Linked DNA regions of Mus musculus: regions 1, 2, 3, 4, 6 and 7 are each linked to region 5. Evidence: chromatin contacts called from public HiChIP or PLAC-seq and promoter capture Hi-C data. All regions are on one chromosome and are shown on one strand. The core of a region is the stretch at or near the end of the contact, and the rest is flanking DNA. Distances in the headings are between cores, read along the strand shown.

Region 1 (3,033 bases), core at 125-2,624, 440 kb after region 5:
ATGCTATCATCTTGACCACACTCACAGCTCTGAAGGTCGATGTGATTACATTGTAGACCTACAACACCCATTTATAGTTAAAGATGACCCCCGACCAACAGGAGAAAATTCAGCCTCAGGACTCCCCTCTATCTCCCACTGATGGGGGCCCTACCCAAACCCCAGGGACACCACAAGGATTGGACAATGACAACTGTGACCCCCTCTAAAATATGATGGTCAGGTCCTTTCAGGTCACCAATACATCCAGGCCTGAGTTAACTGAGTCATGGAAACACAGCCCTGTTCCTGGTTGTTTTCATGGGCTTAGTTAATACTACCAGTCCCTAACAAAGCCCAGGAGCTTCAGGAAGTCCAATGATTGGGCCTTCTAGTTACCAGAGAAGCAGGGAAATGCAAGGCCAAACACACTCCATCTTGGGACTGGCCTCCATCTTAAAAGGAAAAAAAAAAAAAAAAGCTTAAGAACTTGACTTGCAGCTGAACCCAAGCTACACCCAAGTCCCAGAAAGGACCCCATGGCTTGTCCTTGGCCCATCCCCCAGAGTTACTTCCTAACAACAGTCAGTCAAACATTAGTCTGACTGTTTCAGATATACTCTCAGACCATTTGTGAGTGTTCATGGTTTTGCTTTAGAGTACCCACCTGTCGGCTTACAACAGTCATTCAATTATATGTTTACTAGGCTAGACACCCACTTGCTTACTCCCATTTCCTATAAAATCTTGTCCCAATGAGGGTTCGAGGCTTTTTCATCAAACCATCCTGCTTCGTTAGGGTCGGAGGTAAAGAGGCCCAAGCTGGTAAATAAAGACTCTACTGTGATTACATCAAAGTTGGCTCCTGGGTGGGCTTTCGGGCCTCAGGAACAAGCCACAACCAAGTCCTCAGGCTTGCACAGCAGATAATTTACCACAGAGCCGTCTCCCCAGGTCCATAGATAGGGTCTCCGAGTTGTAGCCTTGAGAACCCACTCTGTTGAACTGCACCCCTTGCTTTAAGCCCACCCATATTATAAGGGATAACATGCTTCAAAATCTACTAATTAAAATGCAAATACTATCTCAAAACACCTTTATAGGGACAAGCTGCATTCTGTACTGTTACAGTTGATCCTGAAGTCTTTATCTTTCTCTGTTAGCACTGTTTCTGTCCCTCCTCTTTGACAGGCCCTTCTGTTGGTTTGGGTTGCCATCCATCGGGATAACAAAGACCTCTTTATCTCTGAGGTCATTGTGCCTTTATCAGGATAGGCTTTCAGAAGTTTCACATAATAGTTGTCACCAAGCATAGAATCACCAAGAAGGAGTCCTGCTACACCCTGAGCCATGATTGCATTGTTATGTAGCAACAGCATCTCTGTGATGACCAGGGTTGCATGGTCACTTCTCTGTTGTGCACACATTTGTCAAGAGAAGCTTGGGATGGCAGGTGGAAGCTGTAGCTTTAGATTTAGTCTAGCCCTGGTTGTATACCTGGCCCTGAAGGTGTCAAGCAGAACCAAAAGTTGTGGAGACAAAAGAGCCAGGCTCTCCCAGTGATCGCTAGGGTGCCTCCTTGGGATTTGGTGGCTCTGATATTCAGCTCACAATGGGCAGCTCTGTTCATACATCCAGTTATGTCCTGAGGTCAATCAGCATTGACTAGAGGCTGCTGGTGTTGCAGGAGTTCACTTCTCTGTGGTAAGTAGTTTCCTGCGGCATGTGGCATGGCCTTATTACAGTATTTCACCCAGGGACTTCCTTCTTTCAGAGAACCTACCTCGGTTTGCCATGGCAGCTATGGTGTCCTTTGGTCAAGAGCTGAGGCTGCTCAGCAGCCAGAACCTGATGCAGGACCTGCTCCTGTTTTGGGAGATATTCTGAAAACTGATAGTTATCTGAGGCACCCGAAAATGGTTCAGTTTAGTATTTCCAAGTGTGCTACATGCTAGCTGCAAACTCCAAAGAGACCACACACTGCCCCTCTTTGGGCTCCGTGCCATTAATATAGTGAAGTACCCTGATGCCATTGAACCATCTGAACAGAGTCCTTCTGGACTATGTCAGGGGAGAACACAGGATACGCACAGTGAGAAGAACGTTCTCTGTACCCGGATGGAGACTGGGAAGACACACACTTCATCATCAAAAGCCACACACCGCAGACTTATGCCATTTAATCGTAAGGATACAACATGCAAATCAGCAGCAGGAGAGGCTACCAGTTGGTGAAGTTGACGGGGTCCGTTGCCATCCATCACTGCGCATTTGGTTCCCAAGAGACCACTCTCTGCATTGGTTCAAGTTTCTGAGTGTGCTACTAAGCTGTTATTTTACCTAGAATGCATTATTTCTGAGTTATCATCTTGGCTGGTGTGTGTGTGTGTAGGAACTGTTTCTGGGAAGACATAAAGAAACATCTTCTCAGCCGGGCGTGGTGGCTAACGCCTTTAATCCCAGCACTCGGGAGGCGGAGGCAGACGGATATCTGAGTTCGAGGCCAGCCTGGTCTACAGAGTGAGTTCCAGGACAGCCAGGGCTATACAGAGAAGAAGGAAATGACGGGGCTGGAGAGATGGCTCAGTGATTAAGAGCACTGACTGCTCTTCCAAAGGTCCTGAGTTCAATTCCCAGCAACCACATGGTGGCTCACAACCATCTGTAACGAGATCTGGTGCCCTCTTCTGGAGTGTCTGAAGACAGCTACAGTGTACTTACATATAATAAATAAATAAATCTTTAAAAAAAAAAGAAGGAAATGACAACAAAATAAAGCAACAGTAATGCCAAAGGGCAGCTTGGTGAACCAGAGAGTCCCCTGGGAGCCTGGGTGACTCAAAGCCAGCCGATTGACTGTAAAGTCTTGGGTGATTCTCCAGAAAGCTGGAACACTGGGGCTCTCTGTACAACGTGTAGGAGGTTTGGTAGGTTGGAGAGGCTGTCTCCTAAGCAGTCTTTTGTTTATGCCACCTTGAAGAGGACAGGACCTTGGAAGACTTCTGAGTTCTTCACACACACACACATAGACATACACACAGACACATACATGTA
Region 2 (2,817 bases), core at 5-2,504, 410 kb after region 5:
CCACACCCCCATTCTGCCTTTCCACACCCATAAAGACCAGACTGTGACAGTACAGATCTGGGTCAGGAAGAACCTGCAAGGCTGGAGGCCTAGGCAGTGACCCTGGGAAGGACCTGTGATTCGGGTGCAAGCCCCAAGTGCCTCAACTGCTTGCTCTGTTCTCCCTGGCTCCGTTAATGTAAGAGGCTGGTGATTTGGGAGCGTACCTACACCTGTGACTAGAATCCAAGCCTGAGGTGGGTGCGCAGTTTCGGTGATGGCTTTGGCTAGCAAGTGGGTAGTATCCAAGCGGCTCGTAAGAACCTCTTTTTGGAAGGTTTCATTCCATCTGCAGAGAAAATGAAAGAAAAGGTCAAAAGTGCAGACATGCACCTAGACCATATCCTCCCCACTCATCCGGCTCCCCTCCCAGTAAGTCTGTTGTCCTAAGCCTGTCTTAATGCATAGCTCGGGGTGGCTAAGAAGATAGGACTCTCTCCCCCGGCCCCCAATAGGCATGGGCTATATCTCTTTATCCACAACACTGGGCTTTAGTAGACGCTGATATATAACAGGCTCCAAAGGCTTAAGGGGACACTTGCACAAGTTTATGTCTACCATGCACGGGTCACAGGCATCGACCCTCTCTCCCCCCTGTACAGGTGATAACTGCTTTATGGCCCTGTTGACCTTCGCAGAGGGTTGAGGATATTCTCTCCAGCCAGGTTGATGACAACATCGCAGAGGGGCAGCCCCGACTCACTGAGTTCACTCTGTGGGAGAAAGTACAGTGCCGGCTGGTACTGTCCTTCCCGCGCAAATTGCCCTCCCACCCACCTTCCAGAAGCTCGACCTACCCACGTGATTCGACCCGGGCCAGGCTGTCTGGAGACCAATTTAACTTCGTGGCCCCTGCCTCTCAGCAGCTGGGTTACGGCTGTCCCAATGAATCCCGTCCCGCCACCTGATGGGGGAGCACAAACTGTTTACTCAGCGGGGTGGCGGTAGGTCATCTGCTGGCGGCCCCTTTGGGTGCGGTCCCCATCTGACATCAGGCCTCTCCAACCCACCCCGCGATGCAGAGGTGACAAAAGTCACAGGGTCGCACAGATTCAGCTTTTGGGGCTGGGAAACCAAGGCTAGGTTGCCTGCTTAGGAGACTGCACCCTGTGGGCCTGTTTTCTCAGCTCTCGGCTACAGCCTAAGCCGGCCCGCCACTCTGCCCTCCCTCACCTACAAGCACCCGCATAGCGACAGGGAGCTAGCACGCCTGCGCGAGATTTAAACACCGGACGCGACTACGAGCCTCACCTCACGCGAATCTCAGTACTAGGTGTGCCCCACCCTCCCCCGACCCGGAAGGAGTTATAGTAATAGCGAAGGACCATAAATTTCTCTGGGAAGAGGGGTGGATGACGCAAAAGAGATGGAGGACGAAGTGCAGAAAGGATCCGCTCCTAAAGAACAACTCTAGACCGCGAAGCGCTGGGCGTGGGGAGGGGGCGGGCACTGTGGAATTCTTCTTCATCTTTTCTCACTGTTCTGCCTCCTTCTGTCAGGACTCGAGGGTGTCAGAGTTTCTTCTCCAGTTCATGTGCGCACTCTTGTCCTTGCTTCCGCAGCTAAGGCTCTCACAAGCGTGCATCCCACCCGTGCCCTGCTTCCCAGTTCATCCGTTTCAGGGCCCTCCAGGAACACATAGTTCACCAAGTCTAATGCCCAGTTGTAGATCATTTTGATTGATCGCCCAGCCAAAATTACTGTTCTTTCTCCCTTCCTTTTAGAAATGATAGGCATTTCTCTACCGCTGGTGAAATGAGCCGATTCAAGCCAGACTAGTTTACATTAAAGGCAGGTTTATTGGGAGTTAACTGGCCCCAAGGATTAAGGCCAGGGGACTCACCATGGAGAGGAGTGGGGGAGAGGAGAAAGAGAGAAAGGGCGACCGAGCAGAGAGAGACACGGGGTGGGAGAAGGAGAGATGGGGGAGGGGGTAGGGAGAGAGCACAAAATGTCTGAATTTTATAGGGAAGAGCCTCTTGAGGAAGGGCAGCCAGGCCCCTGGTCTGGAAACTTCAAGGTTGGAGGCAAGGTATGCCAGGTAGGGTCTGAGGGATGATGGGAGAATCTGGAGGCCATGTCTGCTTTGTAAACATGTAAAAATGTAAAATATTTGCCTCAGTCCCTGGGCATAATCCTGGTCTGAAACCAAACAAGAAACGCTGCATTTTTGCCTTGAGTAGAAACCACACTGTCTTCTGGGACTTTAAGAACCAAGTTTGGTGTCTGGTGCATATCCTTTCCCACTGAGGCCAGACAAGGCTGCCAAGCTAGAAAAACATATCCCACACACAGGCAACAGCCTTTGGGATAGCCCCCACTCCAGTTATGTGGGACCCACAGGAAGACCAAGCTGTACATCTGCTACCTATGTGCAGGGAGGACTAGGTCCAGCCCATGTATGTTCTTTGGTGGTAGTTAAGTCTCTGAGAGCCCCAAAGGTCCAGGTTAGTTGATTCGATTGGTCTTCCTGTGAAGTTGCTATCCCCTTAGGGGCTGCAATTCTTCCTCACATTCTTCCATAAGAGTCCCCAGCTCCATCTACTGTTTGGCTGTGGGTGTCTTTATCTGTCTGAGTCATCTGCTGGGTGGAGACTCTCAGAGGACAGCCATGCTAGACTCCTGTCTGCAAGCATAACAGAGTATCAATAGTGTCAGGGATTGGTGCTTGCCCATGGTATGTGTCTCAAGTTGGGCCAGTTACTGATTGGCTGTTCTCTCAATCTCTGCTCCATCCCCAATCTCTACATTTCTTTTTTTTTTTTTTTTTTTTTTTAA
Region 3 (2,700 bases), core at 130-2,629, 440 kb before region 5:
GGGGACCAGGGCTGGGGGGCTGGGGGGGCTGGGGGTGGGGAGGACTCTAGATCTATTTGAATCTACTCCGGAAGTGGAAGAGTACGAAAAAAAAAAGAAAGAAAGAAAGAAAGAAAGAAAGAAAGAAAGAAAGAAAGAAAGAAAGAAAGAAAGAAAGAAAGAAAGAAAGAAAGAAACAACCAGAGGCGCAGAAAGAAGAAAGCTCTCCCGGTACCCCACCCCACCCCCGCCCCACCCCAGCCACCCCTCCTCCCTGGCATGGGATTCATGGGCACCAGCTGAGGACAGGGTCCCCTCCCTCTGCCTGCCACATAAATATTGGCACCGAGGACCTAGACTCTGAAGAACAGGGCATTCCAAAGAAAATAGTTTTCATTTTAAGTTGCCTTTTAATGTATATATATATATGTGTGTGTGTGTGTGTGTGTGTGTGTATATATACATACACATATTTATAAAATGTACATATATATATATACATATATATATATATATATATATATATTTAAATTGCACCTGTTTTGGCATGAGGGTGAAGGCGAGTGAAAGAAGGTGACCGAGCCAGAAGGAGAGAGCACAGATGACTTGGTGATGGTATGGTATGGTGAGTTGTGGGGAGAAAGACGGGGGTGGTACAGAGGTTGGGATGGGTGGAATGAGGACTCTGTCTTCCTCTTTTCATTTCACTATGGATGAAGGAGAAAGAGAGAAAAAGAGAAAGAGAAAGAGAGAAAGGGGGTGGGGAGAGAAGCGAGACAGATGGCAGAGTGGAGAGGCGGCAGCCAGTGCCGGCACTGCCCAGCTTGGGCGGACCCAGCTTCCCCCGCCTGCCAGCTCTCCAAATGCCACCCTTCCCCCATCTTCCCCTCTCCCCATCCCCCCAGCTTGGCACTGATCTCAGGGAGAGAGAGGGAGGGAGGCTGGGCAAAGAGCATCTGTTCCCTCCATTCTCCTAGCTCCATCGGCTGCCAACCTAAGGCCATCGCCTGCCTCCATCACCCCTTCGCCTGCCTGCCTACCACCCAATCCCAAATGGGTGCTGGATCAGGTGCCGAATCTGGCTGCCTCCTCGGGTACCAGTCACTGCGTTGCTGTGTGTCTGCCACCGCTGCCTGGCACTCATGGGGCCGTGTGTGTATGTGTGTGTGTGCGCGCGCATGTACATGTACGCATACGCATGTGTTGTATGTGAGCCTCCTGGGCATGGGTGGGGGTTGGCATTGTGGTTGCCACTGTAGCATCCAACTAGAAGGACAGAAGGATGGAGTGGAATAAAGAGGGAGAAGCGCGGGGCCTCGGAGGGGAGAAGAGGGTGCACGAGTTGCTTCATGCTGTATGGTTGCAGGCATTGGCACTGCAGCTGCCACCCTTGTGCCCATGGAGATGGGAGGGGACAAGTGGAGGGGGCAGCGACAGGAGTCCTTGTGCTCTGGGGGGAAGATGCGGCACACAAGAGCTGTTGGCATCACAACTGTAGGCTTGTGCCAGGTCTGGGGTTACAGGAACTAAGGGGACGAGGAGGTAGAGAGGAAGGAAGGACTGGCTGCTGATGCCGCTGCCCCCCTAGGGCTCTGAGAAGTGTGTGGAGAAGGAAGGAGTTACCTCTGCTCCTGTCTGAGAGTGGAGAGAGTAGATGGGGAAGTGCCAGGAAAAACTGGAAGGGGTAGGAGGAGGGACTGTGCCACTACTACCCAGGGAGGACTCGTCTGGGCTGGCCGTGGGGCCTTTTTGTGAGAGAACACTGAAGAAGACAACAGGGAAAGTGGTGCTGCCCATGGAGCCTGGCATGGCTGTGGTGTTGTGTGGATTGGGAAGGGTGACAGTGACCCTCTCAATGTGGTTGGGAAGGCTGTCCTGCCAGGAGTTAGATAGTGAAGATGAAGGGTGTTTCATTTGGGAGAATAGACTGTTTTTTTTTTTTTTTTTCCCTGCCAGGTCCTCCTTCTCATCACTTCTTAGGCATGGAGAGATGAAGGACAGATGGAGTACCGCACAAGGATACAATGGAGGAAGCAGGCCATGACTAAGACCCCAAGGATGAAGAATGGAGAGCCCTGACCGTCCTCCTGGCCTCCAGTCATTTCCCCACTGAAGATGGCCGTACCCTCTAGCCTGGTCTGTATGTCCCCAGCATTGCAGGTGTTGGGGGAGGGAAGGGGCTGCGTGTGAAGCTGAGCTGTGAAACGGGAAGGGTCCCCTTTTGTGGATCCTGTTTGTACTGTCCACTCTTACAAGTGTGGCTGATTTTTTTCTCCCTGGTGCCTCCCTCTCCTCCCCCGCCTTTCTTTTGCCTCCCCCCTTTCATCATCACCATCTGGGTCCTTCTGCTTGGCACCCAACCAAGTAGATGCCGCCACACTTGGCAGTGTTGTGCTGGCATGTGACCAGTGACTCAGATTCTGGCACTGCGGCAAACCCAAAGCCTCGAAAGTTGCTCATGATACCGCTTGGCGGCAATGAGGGAGAGGGGTCATGGGCACATGCGCTGGGTGGAGCTCCGTGTTGTAAAGTGGCACATGACGCTGCCCTTCACAGAGGGAATAAAGCCAGTATTCACTAGAACATCTCCCCTCTGCTCTTCTCCAAACTGGACCCTCAACTCCTCCCTTGACTAATTCCAATAAGGGGGTTGAGTGGGCACCACACTGTTTGAGCAGCCATGCAAAAGCCATCTAGAGTAAGGAGGGATAAGGACGCCAT
Region 4 (2,945 bases), core at 300-2,799, 480 kb before region 5:
AAGAAAATCCTAATAAATACATGAAAAGTGCTGACAAGATGGCTCCAGGTCAAGGCGCTTGCCCACTAGGCTGACCAACTGAGTTCTATTTCCAGGACTCACATAGTGGAAGGAGATCCAACTCCCATTTGATCTTCACAAGCGTGCCGCACACATATAATAAATAAACTTTTTTTTTTAAAAGACAGAAAAATACCAAAACTCTTGTAGGTTCTTACAGTGCTCTGCGCCTCCCAATGAACCTTAAACAGCAAATAAATATCACAGGCAAACCCTCTGTCCCATTTTATGTAGTTCCCAAATAGGTAGAAACTAGAATGTTTCACCCAGAATTCAAGATAGAAAAAGGATTACTCTTTTTTGCTTAAAAAAAAAAAACAAAAAACAAAAAACAAAAAAACAATCACTTTTATGTATGCCTATGTCTGTATATAGGGAAGTCAGAAGGAACTAAAATTCCCCTGGGGCTGGAGTTAAAGGTAGTTGTGAGCTGTCTTGTCTGGGTGCTGGGAATGGAACGTTGGTCATCTGCAAGAATAATATGTGCTCTTGGCCACTGACTGAGCCATCGCTCCAGCCCCGTTTTCATTTTGTTTATTGAGATGGGATCTCACAATGTAGACCAGACTGGCTTGAAACTCATGGAGCTCTGCTTGTCTCTTGACTAAAGAGATCTGGGATTAAAGGCCAAAGCTACACTTTGGATTTCCCGGCTCAGGTCTGCTCTTCTGTTGCGCGAGGAAACTCCGAGCCAGGAGGACCTTTCTAGCGCTGTATTGTGTAATGCAGACGGAGAGTGGGAGTTATAACTCCCACCTAATCCTCCAGCCCGTGAGAGGCGAGGGAGTGGGCGTGTTGGAAGATACTGAGAAAAGATGACGGGGACAAAGGAAATATGCACAGCCAGGGTTTTAACCACGTTCTGCGGTGGACGAGTGGAGCAGTGAGAAAGGCACGCAGGTTGAGCCGGTTCCTCGCCTGTCGATTTTTCCCTCGAGAGGAATGCAGGGCGCAATGCGGCCTTTGCGCAGAGTCCTAGGCGTGCACGGGGAGGGTTGGCCGGTGATGCGGCCGACGGTTTCTGAACCTTGGGTTCCCGCTCCTCCATCCCAACCATCCAAATTACGGATGAAAAGGGCTCCACTGTTGTTCAAGGACAGTCACAGAACCAGGAAAGGCGCACTTGGAAGTCCTGGGGCCAATGGCGGCCCAGCAACCCTGCCGCATCAGAGAACGGACGGAAGCCGCCACCCTGCGGTCTGTTTTGGCACTACACGGAAAACGCCGTGGAAAGACTGTCTCTGCGGCATCTGGGAGCCAATGAGCTCTCGGGCTGCATAACTAATTTCTTTTTTCTACTGGTTGCACTAGCTGTCAATCAATAATCTGCACAATATTTATTGGAATTAGCATCCATCATTCTCTGTAAATCACGAATCACATGCTTCTGTCCCCGCCCACCTTTACGCCTTAAGAACGCCTCTGCGTTTGACACATTCAGGGAGTTTCTTTATTTCATTGGCTAGGTGAGGTCCCGCCTCTCCGATTAGCGGAAATGAAAGATCTCTTACTTCCATTGGCTGAAATTTGCAAACTGTGATTGTCTATCAAAACTATGAACTCACGCTAGCTCCTAGGAAGTTCGGGCCCGGAAAGGGTGGGCTTTGCGAAGATGGCGGCTCCGGTGAGTTCTGTCTCCTTGCTTCTTCCCGGAAAGGAAGGAATCTGTGAAAGTTTCCTTTCGCCTCCACGGATCGAGGCAAACCGTTGGCACCATGGATGATGAGAGTGATGAGAGTTGTCTCAGGGATGCGCTCACTCTGACACAGCGGTATCGTATGTCAGATGAGAGGGAGGGTCAGACGCTGCAGGTTGGCTGGTTCCGGACAGGAGGCTAACCCCAAATTACTCTTCAGAATGAGCTTTGTAGGGAGAGTCTCGTGACCATGGCGGGCGGTGACCCGGCCTTAAGGTGGGACAATGTTCCGAGCAGAGCTAGCGTCACATGTACAATGTGGCTGGGGCAAAGGCAGCCGTAAAGTTTGGCGATGAAATCTCCGGTCTTTTCCAGTAAATTGGGGGGGGTGTGGTGGGAGGAGACTGGCTGTGTGCCGAGGCTGCCTGCCCCTGTGCGGGGGGAAAACGACCCAAAAGTCGCGACTGTTTTGAAGGAAAGGAGGGAGTTTGATAGGCAGTACGTTCTGCAATCATCATCGCCTAAAGTAAGAAATTGATCACCTTTAACTGTCCCCTCCTATCTGTAGGAGGTGCTGGAGTCAGACGTGTCAAGTTCGATAACACTTTTGAAAAACCTCCAGGAGCAGGTGAGTATGTATGTCTTTTAGAATAAATCAGTCAGGGATTAACTTTGACTTCATAAGTCTCATCCACACACTTTGATGATTCGAATACTACAAAATTATCTTAGGTGTAAAATAAAAGCCTTATATGCGCTTCATGAAAGTTCAAAATAATTCATTCAGCTCCCAAAGAAATACAGAAAGCTGTTTTTCCCCCATTCACTTACTTATTTATTTATTTTATTTAGTCACTTTACATTCCGATTGCAGCCACCCCCCAGAAAACTTTTTTTAAGTTATACCCAAACTCCTTTATTTAAATAATAACTAAGAAAACAGATGTTGACAATCTGTCAAAATAGTGGCTATAAGTGCCACTTAATATGCATTTACATAGTAAGTTCTAGTGGTACAGATAAAATTACACTCCTTGGCCTGTTTATGGTGCACACCTTTAAACCCAGCACTTAGGAGGCAGAGGCAGGTGGATCTCTGTGAGTTCAAGGTCAGCTTGGAGTGTATAGTGAGTTCCAGAACAACCTGGGCTTCATAGACAAACCCTATCTCAAAAAACAAAAACAACCCCACAAACAACAAAAGTCACAGCCCTCATCGCCACTGTCGGGCTCCTCACCCCCTTCACTT
Region 5 (2,921 bases), core at 387-2,886:
ATTTTTTTTTCAATTTTTAAAATACATATGGGTGTTTTGCCTACATGCGTGTCTGTGTGCCACACATGATCCTGGTGCTCCTGTCCCTGTAGGGCAGAAGAAGGCATCACACACCCCTGGAATTGGAGTTTTGGACCGTTGTGAACTGCCGTGTGTGTGTGTGTGTGTGTGTGTGTGTGTGTGTGTGTGTGTGTGTGTGTGTGTGTGTGTCCTGAAACTTAAACCTGGGTCCTTTGGAAAGCAGCTGGCCAATGCTCCTAACTGCTGAGCCTTCTCACCAGCTCCCACCTGATAATTCTTAAGCAAATTTCATGTCCTGTGAACCAGATGAGAGAGGCTAGCTAACCTATTTGACAATTGCTTTCTCCTTGTCTCCTGTTTCCCAGGCTAGGCAAGCCAGAGGATTGTGCTGGCATAGTTTCCTTCTTATGCTCTGAAGACGCCAGTTACATCAATGGAGAGACCGTAGTAGTGGGGGGAGGAACCCCTTCTCGCCTCTGAGGACCCAGAAACAGCCTACCAGGGCAGGTGTGTGGGGCGGGCTCAGTCCACCTTGCCTCTGTCGCCCTTCGTTGCCACCACCTAACATCTTGTTCACCTCACAAAATCAGTTCTGCCCAGTGATAAGTTCCTGCTTTCCCTGTGGTCGAAGTGTGGTCAGATGAGCATCCTTGCTGTTGCTATGGCCTTGAAAACGGCTTTGGGGAGGGGGCGGGAAGCTGGGGGATAGGTAGTGGGAAAAGGGCTTGCTGAGAAGACTGTGGCTACTTTAGTGAAGATCAAATCCCTCTCATCCTCGCCTCTGGACACTTTGAGGAGAGATAGAAGGGACAGACCTGAACAGAGATAGAAATTAACAATTTACGTATAAGGTACAAATAAAATGAAGATGATCGCGTTGCTCTGAATCAGTGCGTGTTTATTTCTCAATGTGAGGTGCTTAGTGTATCTGAGAAGTCTAAGCAGTGCTGGATCTCTGAATTCTCCCTAGCCCTCCTCCCTATCTCCAAGGCCTGAGCTTGCCGCTCAAGGGTGGTTACGTCTGCCTGCCACGGAGCTGCTTGCCAGCTGTTGGGGGAGGTAGCTCGGGAACTCCCAGGTGCTACTCTTAGCCTCACACCCCCAGGGACGGTGCCAAGGACGCCACGGGGATCCCCGAGACTAGACTAGCGAGCAAAAAAAAAAAAAAAAAAAAAAAAAAAAAGAAGAAGAAGAAGAAGAACTAACTCCCTCCCGCACGTTCGGACAGGTCTTTTTGCAGCATCGTCCTTGATTCAGAGTTCCCTCCAGGGTCAGCAAGGACGAGCTGGACCGTTCCTGAGCTGGAAGGAGTGGGAGGGCGGGGCCATACAAGAATGACCCGGGGAGGGGTACCGAAGCACATAAACAAAGAAATTGAAGAATTCTGCTTCGGGTGGCCGAGGCGTGGGTGGCACGCCAGTAGAAACGCTGCACCCCGCCCCTGAGATAGCTCGGACACCAGGCGCCGCGCTCCGGGCTTCTCACGAGGTAGTCCGCGGGAGGGGTCGTCGCGAGCGCGCGCGGGGTCTCACGCGGCTCGGAAGCTCAGCGCGCATGCTCCATTGGCCAACTCTCCGGGAGGGGCGGGAGACCCAGAGCTCAGTAGCCGGGGGGGAGGAGCGCTCGCGCAGCCGCCCCTGACGGGAGCGGGCTCCGCCGCTACTGCAGCGCTCAGCGCCGGGCCCTGCCGGAGCCGGGACTAGCATGTGCGGCGCCTCTCGGGAGGCGGCGGCGGCGGCGGCTCCTCTGCAGCAGCAGCGGCGGCGGCGGCAGCAGCAGCGGCGGCCGCCATGGCCAAGGCCAGCGTGGAGCTCACCCGCGAGCTGCAAGGTACGAGGTTGCCTTCATCTCCGGACACCGGGTCCGCGAGCATCGAGACCCAGTGCTTTCCTGCGGTACACCCCAGCCCGGCGCCTCCCGCCCCCTCACGCATCCCTCGCTCTTAGGCAGTCCCTTCCTCTGAATCTCTAGACCCAGCTTTGCTTTCCGTGGAGCATCCTTCTCTGCCCCACTCGCCTCACCCTATCAGAACCTTCCTGTCCCGGAGCCGCCCGTCCCGCTCTTTGGTGACAGGAGCAGTTCCCTGGCGCTCTTGGGGGCTGATTCTCAGCGTTCTTGACCCACCCCTCTGCAAAGCATCCAGTCTTCCCTCCGGAGAGTCCCAGCTTTCTCCCACCCTCGCCGGGCGGGGCCAGGCGTTGGGAGCTGCCCCTGGTCCTGACTGCTGCTTATCTCAACACCCTCCCTCCTCCCGGCCCCGCCCCGGAACTGGCCCTAGAGAGGCCCCTAGCGCCTAGGCCAGTGGGGCATAGGAGGGGAGTCCAGGCAGAGGCCCCGACTGAAGCTAAAACCAAAAGCTAGGTTTCTGCGGCTCATTTCCAACAGCCCCCGTCCCAGCCTGCCCCCTTCTCCTCACCCACCATCCACACACATCTCAAGAGCTCTCTGGACCAGTGATTCCCAGATGTTTTTCCTCTAATTACACCCCCCCCCAGACCCTCCAGCCCTGCCACAACCCTGATCCTCAAAGGTAGGAGCACAGGCTAGCCCATGCAGAAAGCAGGACGCTCAAGGATACTCAGAGCTCTATTGCACTCTGGAGATCTCTGACACCTACACATGCACAGTCACGAGATGTTTGTACACACACCTTACAGAAACTGCACACATCTATGCACACCACACCACACCACACACACACACACACACACACACACACACACACACACACACACCACACACACATAATACTTGGATGGGTCTGTCAGAAAACGGATATGGGCTCACTGGAACATTAAACCCTTCTCTCACCCCACCCTCCTCACAAGAACTGTCTGGCACCGGTCCCCTTTCATATGCAAGCCAGCACTCATTCACACTTTCCTATCCCCACAAATGCC
Region 6 (2,700 bases), core at 88-2,587, 400 kb before region 5:
CTAAGGAGGAAAGGAAACAAAGATGGAGAATATGCAAGGAGAATATTCCATATCAGATAAAAGGATATGGAAACAGGGTGAAATAAACTGGTGAGATAATAAATGTATATACAATGGCAGAGTGGGGGAAGGGAGGAAAATTAAGTCAGCATGGATGAGGTTGGCGATGGAAAGCCCCTGGAAAAGCAGAGGACACACTGGAGACCCAAAGTCTCCAAACAAGGGGATCAACAATGTCAGAAGTTCCGAGGCTTTCCTGCCCAGGGTGAATAGCAGGCTGTTGTGCCCACGTTGAAAGGGCACTAGGGTCTTCAGGGGGAGGCACATCGGCTCCATGCCCCCACTTCTCAGGTCCCTGACCCCAGACTACCACAATCATGGCTGATAAGCAAACTCCAAAGTAGCTGAAAAGGCCACAGTTGTACAGACAGACCCTGAGGGAGAGCAGTGGATGGCCAGTCAGGCAGTCTAGGCGTGACACACAGGGACAGGGGTACTCGGAAAGGATCACTCGGATGAGAGGTGTCACTGTCACAGAACTGGATATAGATGGGGTGGGGAGCCAAGTGAAAAATGGCACAACCACAGATCAGTGGGGGCGCAGGCACAGTGAGAAGCGTGGTCCAGAGCTCAAAAAATGAGAGCGGATGGAGAGTCCGGGTGGCAGGAGAAGCAGGGCAGGCATGCTTCGCCGCCAATGGGGCTCCCCTCACCTACTTCAGGCAAAAATGAACATTAAAGATATACACTCCCCCTCCCACACGGCACCCCGGCGCGCTAGCCCATCCATCAGCCCTTCCGCCCGGGTTTCTCCCCCATCTCTCAGCCAGCTGAGATCCTATGCGCTGCAGGCCCCTCCAGGCTGATAGCTCAGAGCCCTCGCACTCACCCGGCCTCCCTTTCCCTCCAGGAACCCCGCTCCCGGTAGAGCTCGGCGCGGTACGTCTAGGCTCTCGCTGCCCTCTGTCCGGCTGGCCCTATCTTTCCCTTCTCCGTTTCTTCCACCTCTGCCTCTTCCCCATCCCCACTCGCGCGCCCTTTCTCCCCAGTACTCCTGTCCCCTTCTCCCCGGCTGTCTGTCCGTCTGAGTCCCCTCCCCCAGCCTCTTCCCGTCCCTCTCCGTCCCCATCCAGTAGCAATCTCCCAGCGCCTCCTCTCTTCTCGATCTCGAGATTCGGAAGAGCATGGAAGGGAAGGAGAGTGAGAGGCAGAGAAGAGGGGGGAAAAAAGAAAAAAGAAAAAAAAAGAAAAAAAAAAAACACACCAACCCAGCAGCATCGGAAATCGATGCACTTACACCTCAGCTGGAAGCAGGGACGGGAGTCGAACCGCGGCCGCCAAGCAGCGCGAGGCGGGGAGGGGAGGGGGCGGCTCTTGGAAGGGACTTCTCCGATGTGTTGATTCCTTTTTTGCCCCTCCTCCTCCCTCCCTTCAGCGCTCGCTCCGGGGCGTCAGGGACGGAGATGGAAAAATAAATAAATTCACGGCGGTGAGGGAAGTGAAAGAAAATAATCAATGCTATTTGGCTGCGGCTGAAGTGTTTTCCCGGCTTCGTGAGTGGGTTTCCATTGATTCACCCTGGGCACTGGCTTGCTCCCTGTCTCCTCCTCCTCCTCCTCGCCCTCCTCCTTCAAGCCCTCACTCCTCCGCCTCATTCACTGGCTGGAGCCAAGGCGTCCCACACAATGGAATAATCAATACCCAGGCGCCCGGGGCAGCCCCACTGAGCAGGTGCAGCGACCCGCCCGCCGCAATGCATACTGGGAATTGTAGTCTATAGGTGTCCGCCCTCTATAGACAGCTAGCGGAGTCAACCGGTGTCCCAGGACGCAGGGACCTGGGTGGGGGCCAAGATCTCAGGGCGGGGCAGACCGTCCATATCCACAGGCTTCTTCCTTGACTCAGGCAGTAGGTCTACCCTATGCCTGCAAAAAGGGCAGGTCCCTTAAAACTCTTGTTCCCTCCTCTTTATCCTGCTTACAGAAGTGTGTTTTATTTTTATTTAAAAAATTTTTTTTCGAGACAGGGCTTCTATGGGTAGCTTTGGCTGTCTAGAACTCGTTTTATAGACTAGATTTCTGCCTCTACCTCCCAAGTGCTGGGTGTTGTTTTATTTTAAAGCACTATTGCTTCGCAGAGCCTTCAGGAGGTTCATCCCTATTTCACTCCCTTCTTCTAGTCTTATCGTCCCCCCCCCCCCCGTTTGATTACTAGAACATTCTGTTTCATAGCAGTTTCATAGTGTTTCTCTCAGTGTTGTTGTGTTCTTAACTCAGTGTTGGGAAGGGAGATGGGAGGCTTTGGTTCCTTCTCCTTAACAGCTCATCAGTGTTTTATATTCTAAATTTTAAGATTCTGAAGCGAAGCTGCGCGTGGTGGCACACGCCTTTGATCTAGCACTTGGGAGGCAGAGGCAGGTGGGTCTCTGAGTTTGAGGCCAACCTGGTCTACAGAATGAGTTCTAGGACAACCAGAGCTACACAGAGAAACCCTGTCTTAGAAAAAAAAAAAAGATTGTAAAGCAGAGTATACAGGACTTTATTTTATATTTTATATTAGAGGAAAATAAGGTTTCCCAGCTCAAGATTGCATGGCCGATAAGTAATAGTCCCATGATGTAAACCCTCAGTGGTCTCCAGAGCCCAAGCTTGCTGCGTGGCATATTTTCTTATGAAACCAATATTTTGAGTTTCTACCATG
Region 7 (3,020 bases), core at 221-2,720, 460 kb before region 5:
TCGCCCTGGCTGTCCTGGAACTCACTTTGAAGACCAGGCTGTCCTTGAACTCAGAAATCCACCTGCCTCTGCCTCCCAAGTGCTGGGATTAAAGGCGTGTGCCACCATGCCCAGCTTGATAATCTTTTCGTTGCAGTGAATGACAGAGACTTTGCAACTTTAAGACATTCTGGAATAATCATTTCAGTTTCAATTAGTTCTCTAGGTGCTTTAGGTATGGGAGCTAAAACTGAATGAAATTTGTTTTCTGCCCTTCATTCATAGGCCATACATACATACATATAGATCATACACAGGCCATACATACATACATATAGATCATACATAGGCCATACATACATACATATAGATCATACACAGGCCATACATACATACATATAGATCATACATAGGCTGGTATTTGTACCTAGTCTTCCGATAGTCGCATTTTCCTTTACTCCTTACAAACAAATATGGCCATTTCATCCCTGGGTCACTGAAAGCCTTGAAACATGGTCAGGATGTGTGTGTGTGTGTGTGTGTGTGTGTGTGTGTGTGTGTCTCCATGTGCTAACCTAACTTTTAAAGAATGCACCACTCTGGCCATGTTAGTAAACACTCCTGGGGCTGGAGAGATGGTTCAGTGGTTAAGAGCACTGACTGCTCTTCCGAAGGCCCTGAGTTCAAATCCCAGCAACCACGTGATAGCTCACAACCATTCATAATGAAATCTGATACCTTCTTCTGGGGTGCCTGAAGACAGCTATAGTGTACTTACATATAGTAAGTAAATAAAATCTTAAAAAAACCAAAACACTCTTAAGCTTTTGATAACTGGTAATAACTATTTAAAATCTAGCATAGAGTATAAGCTTAGAAAACATTGCTGTGTTTCTACTTTGGCTGAGCCTGTGGCGGCTTGCTGGGGACAGCTTTGTCTAACCCGGCAGCCTTGGGTTAGCCTCACAGGTGGGCTCTGGAGAACAGAAAGCAGCTCTGAGTAGCTCTTGAGTTCCTTCCTTGCTTGCTTCCAATTTTGATTCCCTCACTGCTGGCTCTCATAGGAAGCCCTGGGTGGTAAAGAGATCAAATCAGGCCAGACATAGTGGCTCACGCCTTAATCCCAGCACTCGGGAGGCAGAGGCAGGCAGATTTCTGAGTTCGAGGCCAGCCTGGTCTACAGAGTGAGTTCCAGGACAGCCAGGGCTATACAGAGAAACCCTGTCTCAAAAAACAAAAACTTCAAAAAACAAATAAATCCCCCCCCCTTAGTTCTTCCTGCCACGTGGGGCTGCCTGCATCCTTCCCGTTCTCTGGCTTTCTCCTTCTGTCTGTCTCTTCCAGCCCAAAGCAGCAGCAGGACCGAATGAGTCCGTGGAGACCCTGCCAGCCACGCTCCCCACTTTTGCCCTTCCCTGCTGGCTGTATGTGTAGGTGGGGGCGGTAAACGAGGGCGACAGCATGGTGCCCGCCAACCCAGAGCCACGCGCAGTGCCTTCTGTTCCGAAGTAGGATCCGTCTCTCTCTACCCTCCTCCTCTTCCACTCTTCCTCTCCCATTTTAAATTAGCTGCTGAATTAATTAAATCCCGTTCGCTGATTAACATTCCTACGGGAAAGAATACAATGGGGATACTAAAGCAAGACTTCCTGTCCAGTCAGGCAAAGCGATTCAGAGATGAGAAGACTGGGATGGGGGATAAAGGGCAGACCAGGAAACCAATTTAAGACTGGAATGAAACCTGGGATGTATGAAAAGACAGGAGAATTCACGGGCCGAGTTAGAAAGGGAAAAAAAAAAGCATTGTTAACACCGGAGAAGTGGGAGTCTCTGGAGCCTCCCCAGGATAAGAGGTAGAAGCTGTGTCTGAGCGCTCACACGACAGACAGCCTGGGACAAACGGTCCAGAGATAGCTTGCTGCTTGACTATCTGCTAAAGAACTGAGTTTAGTTTTCAGAGGACTGCTTTAGGCCGGAAATAAGGGTGTCATTCCTCTTTGCAAGGTAGCGGGATACTACACTAGAAGTAATCGAGAGCAAGGCCTATTCGTCCCAAAAGATGAACAGCATCTTGAGGGCAGGGGCGTTGGCACCCAAGGAGACACAACCACTAGTCCCCTAGAGGCAAAGGCTAACTTACTTTGGCCATCTGGGCTCTACCCTGCTTCATTCTTTCTACATCACCCTTTCCTGGTGCTTCTTTCTATCATCTTCTGTCAGAGCTGGATGGGTGGCTCCTTGAAGACAGAAACCTGCTGCCTTAGGAAGATACAAATTGGCTAGGTGCGGTGGCACATTGCCTTCATCTCAGCATGACCTCTGTAATGTAAGTTCATGGCTAGTTTGGTTTACAAAGAGAGTTCACAGTGAGACCTCCAAAAACAAACAAACGAACGAACAAACAAAAAACAAAACAAAAACAAAACAAAAAAACAAGCAAGCAAGGATGCGAGCAAGCAAACAAAATATAAACAACACAATTCTAAAGATTGTATAGTAGCCGCTATTTAGTAAATTTATTGATTAGTATGCCACCATTTATGGAGCTGGGATCATTGCTCTAGAATCTGCGATATTTTTAAGTTGTGGTAAATATCCTCTGAAGAGAGTTGTTGTATGTTTGTCTTGTGCTAGGGATCAAACCCATGATCTTACTTACACACACTATAAGCAGATGCTACCCCTGAGCTGAACCGTCAACCCCCTACCTTGGCCCCCCTCTCTCTCTGTCTCTTTCTCTCTCTCTCTCTCTCTCTCTCTCTCTCTCTCTCTCTCTCTCTCTCTTCATTTTTCAAGACAAGGTTTCTCTGTGTGTGTAGCCTTGGCTGTCCTGGAACTAGCTTTGTAGATCAGGCTGGCCTCAAACTCACAGATATCTGACTTCCTCCCAAGTGCTAGGACTAAAAAGAATGCTCCCCCATTGCCCAGTGCTCGCCCTCTCTCTCTCTCTCTTAAAATTACAGAAAAGTATGATGACGTATAAGGTGTAATTATGAGTAGAGTAGATTCGGCATCTAAGGAGGAAAAGACTCCTAAAGAGG

Evidence for each region. Promoter capture Hi-C pulls out the DNA fragments that hold promoters and counts their contacts. HiChIP or PLAC-seq counts read pairs in DNA pulled down with a chosen protein or histone mark. Capture Hi-C pulls out chosen DNA fragments and counts their contacts.
Region 1: a contact with region 5 is called in a promoter capture Hi-C map of neutrophils, with 3 times the contacts expected there. The contact joins the enhancer-like site here to the promoter of Carmil3 in region 5. A contact is called at or near these places in 4 of 39 promoter capture datasets (the C10 cell line, embryonic stem cells, neutrophils and 1 more), 1 of 15 datasets of contacts at CTCF or cohesin (embryonic stem cells), 4 of 484 Hi-C or Micro-C datasets (the G1E-ER4 cell line, the P5424 cell line, palatal mesenchyme and 1 more) and 1 of 9 other capture datasets (liver).
Region 2: a promoter capture Hi-C map of embryonic stem cells shows a contact between it and region 5, with 4 times the contacts expected there. The contact joins the promoter of Sdr39u1 here to the promoter of Carmil3 in region 5. A contact is called at or near these places in 7 of 39 promoter capture datasets (embryonic stem cells, liver, pre-B cells and 2 more), 2 of 15 datasets of contacts at CTCF or cohesin (embryonic stem cells and large pre-B cells), 4 of 484 Hi-C or Micro-C datasets (the G1E-ER4 cell line, the P5424 cell line, palatal mesenchyme and 1 more), 1 of 115 datasets of contacts at active chromatin or transcription factors (memory CD8 T cells) and 2 of 9 other capture datasets (adipose tissue and liver).
Region 3: a promoter capture Hi-C map of hippocampal neurons shows a contact between it and region 5, with 2.3 times the contacts expected there. The contact joins the enhancer-like site here to the promoter of Carmil3 in region 5. A contact is called at or near these places in 6 of 39 promoter capture datasets (the 3T3-L1 cell line, cranial neural crest, embryonic stem cells and 2 more), 2 of 484 Hi-C or Micro-C datasets (embryonic retina and embryonic stem cells) and 1 of 9 other capture datasets (pancreatic islet).
Region 4: a promoter capture Hi-C map of pancreatic islet shows a contact between it and region 5. The contact joins the promoter of Ngdn here to the promoter of Carmil3 in region 5. A contact is called at or near these places in 6 of 39 promoter capture datasets (the HPC-7 cell line, cranial neural crest, embryonic stem cells and 3 more), 5 of 484 Hi-C or Micro-C datasets (cerebellum, embryonic stem cells and palatal mesenchyme), 6 of 115 datasets of contacts at active chromatin or transcription factors (bone marrow-derived macrophages, embryonic hindbrain, embryonic stem cells and 1 more) and 2 of 9 other capture datasets (embryonic stem cells and pancreatic islet).
Region 6: a promoter capture Hi-C map of adipose tissue shows a contact between it and region 5. The contact joins the promoter of Zfhx2 here to the promoter of Carmil3 in region 5. A contact is called at or near these places in 18 of 39 promoter capture datasets (the 3T3-L1 cell line, the C10 cell line, the HPC-7 cell line and 11 more), 2 of 484 Hi-C or Micro-C datasets (cortical neurons and embryonic stem cells), 12 of 115 datasets of contacts at active chromatin or transcription factors (the 230-238 cell line, SST interneurons, T-cell acute lymphoblastic leukemia and 7 more) and 3 of 9 other capture datasets (adipose tissue, liver and pancreatic islet).
Region 7: an H3K4me3 HiChIP or PLAC-seq map of embryonic forebrain shows a contact between it and region 5, with 2.7 times the contacts expected there. The contact joins the enhancer-like site here to the promoter of Carmil3 in region 5. A contact is called at or near these places in 8 of 39 promoter capture datasets (the HPC-7 cell line, cranial neural crest, embryonic stem cells and 3 more), 2 of 484 Hi-C or Micro-C datasets (cerebellum and palatal mesenchyme), 7 of 115 datasets of contacts at active chromatin or transcription factors (astrocytes, embryonic forebrain, embryonic hindbrain and 2 more) and 2 of 9 other capture datasets (embryonic stem cells and pancreatic islet).

Annotation. Positions count from the first base shown.
Region 1 is chr14:55,925,332-55,928,364 of GRCm38.p6, forward strand. No RefSeq gene overlaps it. Among named protein-coding and RNA genes, the nearest start is that of Cma1, 18 kb to the right of the region's middle. Within about 2 kb of position 1,375, at least 20 of the 459 cell types and tissues checked have an H3K27ac peak or open chromatin away from gene starts, as enhancers often do. A contact at or near this core is called in the G1E-ER4 cell line and neutrophils, where this site is marked.
Region 2 is chr14:55,898,978-55,901,794 of GRCm38.p6, forward strand. Sdr39u1 (short chain dehydrogenase/reductase family 39U, member 1) reads right to left here and starts at 1,255. Exons shown (of 6, transcript NM_001082975.1): 1 at 1,213-1,255; 2 at 837-943; 3 at 670-752; 4 at 207-328. The coding sequence starts at 1,228.
Region 3 is chr14:55,052,947-55,055,646 of GRCm38.p6, forward strand. No RefSeq gene overlaps it. Among named protein-coding and RNA genes, the nearest start is that of Zfhx2, 38 kb to the right of the region's middle. Within about 2 kb of position 1,380, at least 117 of the 459 cell types and tissues checked have an H3K27ac peak or open chromatin away from gene starts, as enhancers often do. A contact at or near this core is called in hippocampal neurons and pancreatic islet, where this site is marked.
Region 4 is chr14:55,013,905-55,016,849 of GRCm38.p6, forward strand. It overlaps Ngdn (neuroguidin, EIF4E binding protein), which reads left to right and starts at 1,550. Exons shown (of 11, transcript NM_026890.2): 1 at 1,550-1,684; 2 at 2,265-2,324. The coding sequence starts at 1,673.
Region 5 is chr14:55,489,433-55,492,353 of GRCm38.p6, forward strand. It overlaps Carmil3 (capping protein regulator and myosin 1 linker 3), which reads left to right and starts at 1,637. Exons shown (of 40, transcript NM_001374104.1): 1 at 1,637-1,851. The coding sequence starts at 1,812. It overlaps Dhrs4 (dehydrogenase/reductase (SDR family) member 4), which reads left to right. Exons shown (of 8, transcript NM_001037938.2): 8 at 387-908. The coding sequence ends at 501.
Region 6 is chr14:55,090,711-55,093,410 of GRCm38.p6, forward strand. Zfhx2 (zinc finger homeobox 2) reads right to left here and starts at 1,338. Exons shown (of 10, transcript NM_001039198.1): 1 at 1,298-1,338.
Region 7 is chr14:55,031,456-55,034,475 of GRCm38.p6, forward strand. No RefSeq gene overlaps it. Among named protein-coding and RNA genes, the nearest start is that of Ngdn, 18 kb to the left of the region's middle. Within about 2 kb of position 1,471, at least 24 of the 459 cell types and tissues checked have an H3K27ac peak or open chromatin away from gene starts, as enhancers often do. A contact at or near this core is called in embryonic forebrain, forebrain and hippocampal neurons, where this site is marked.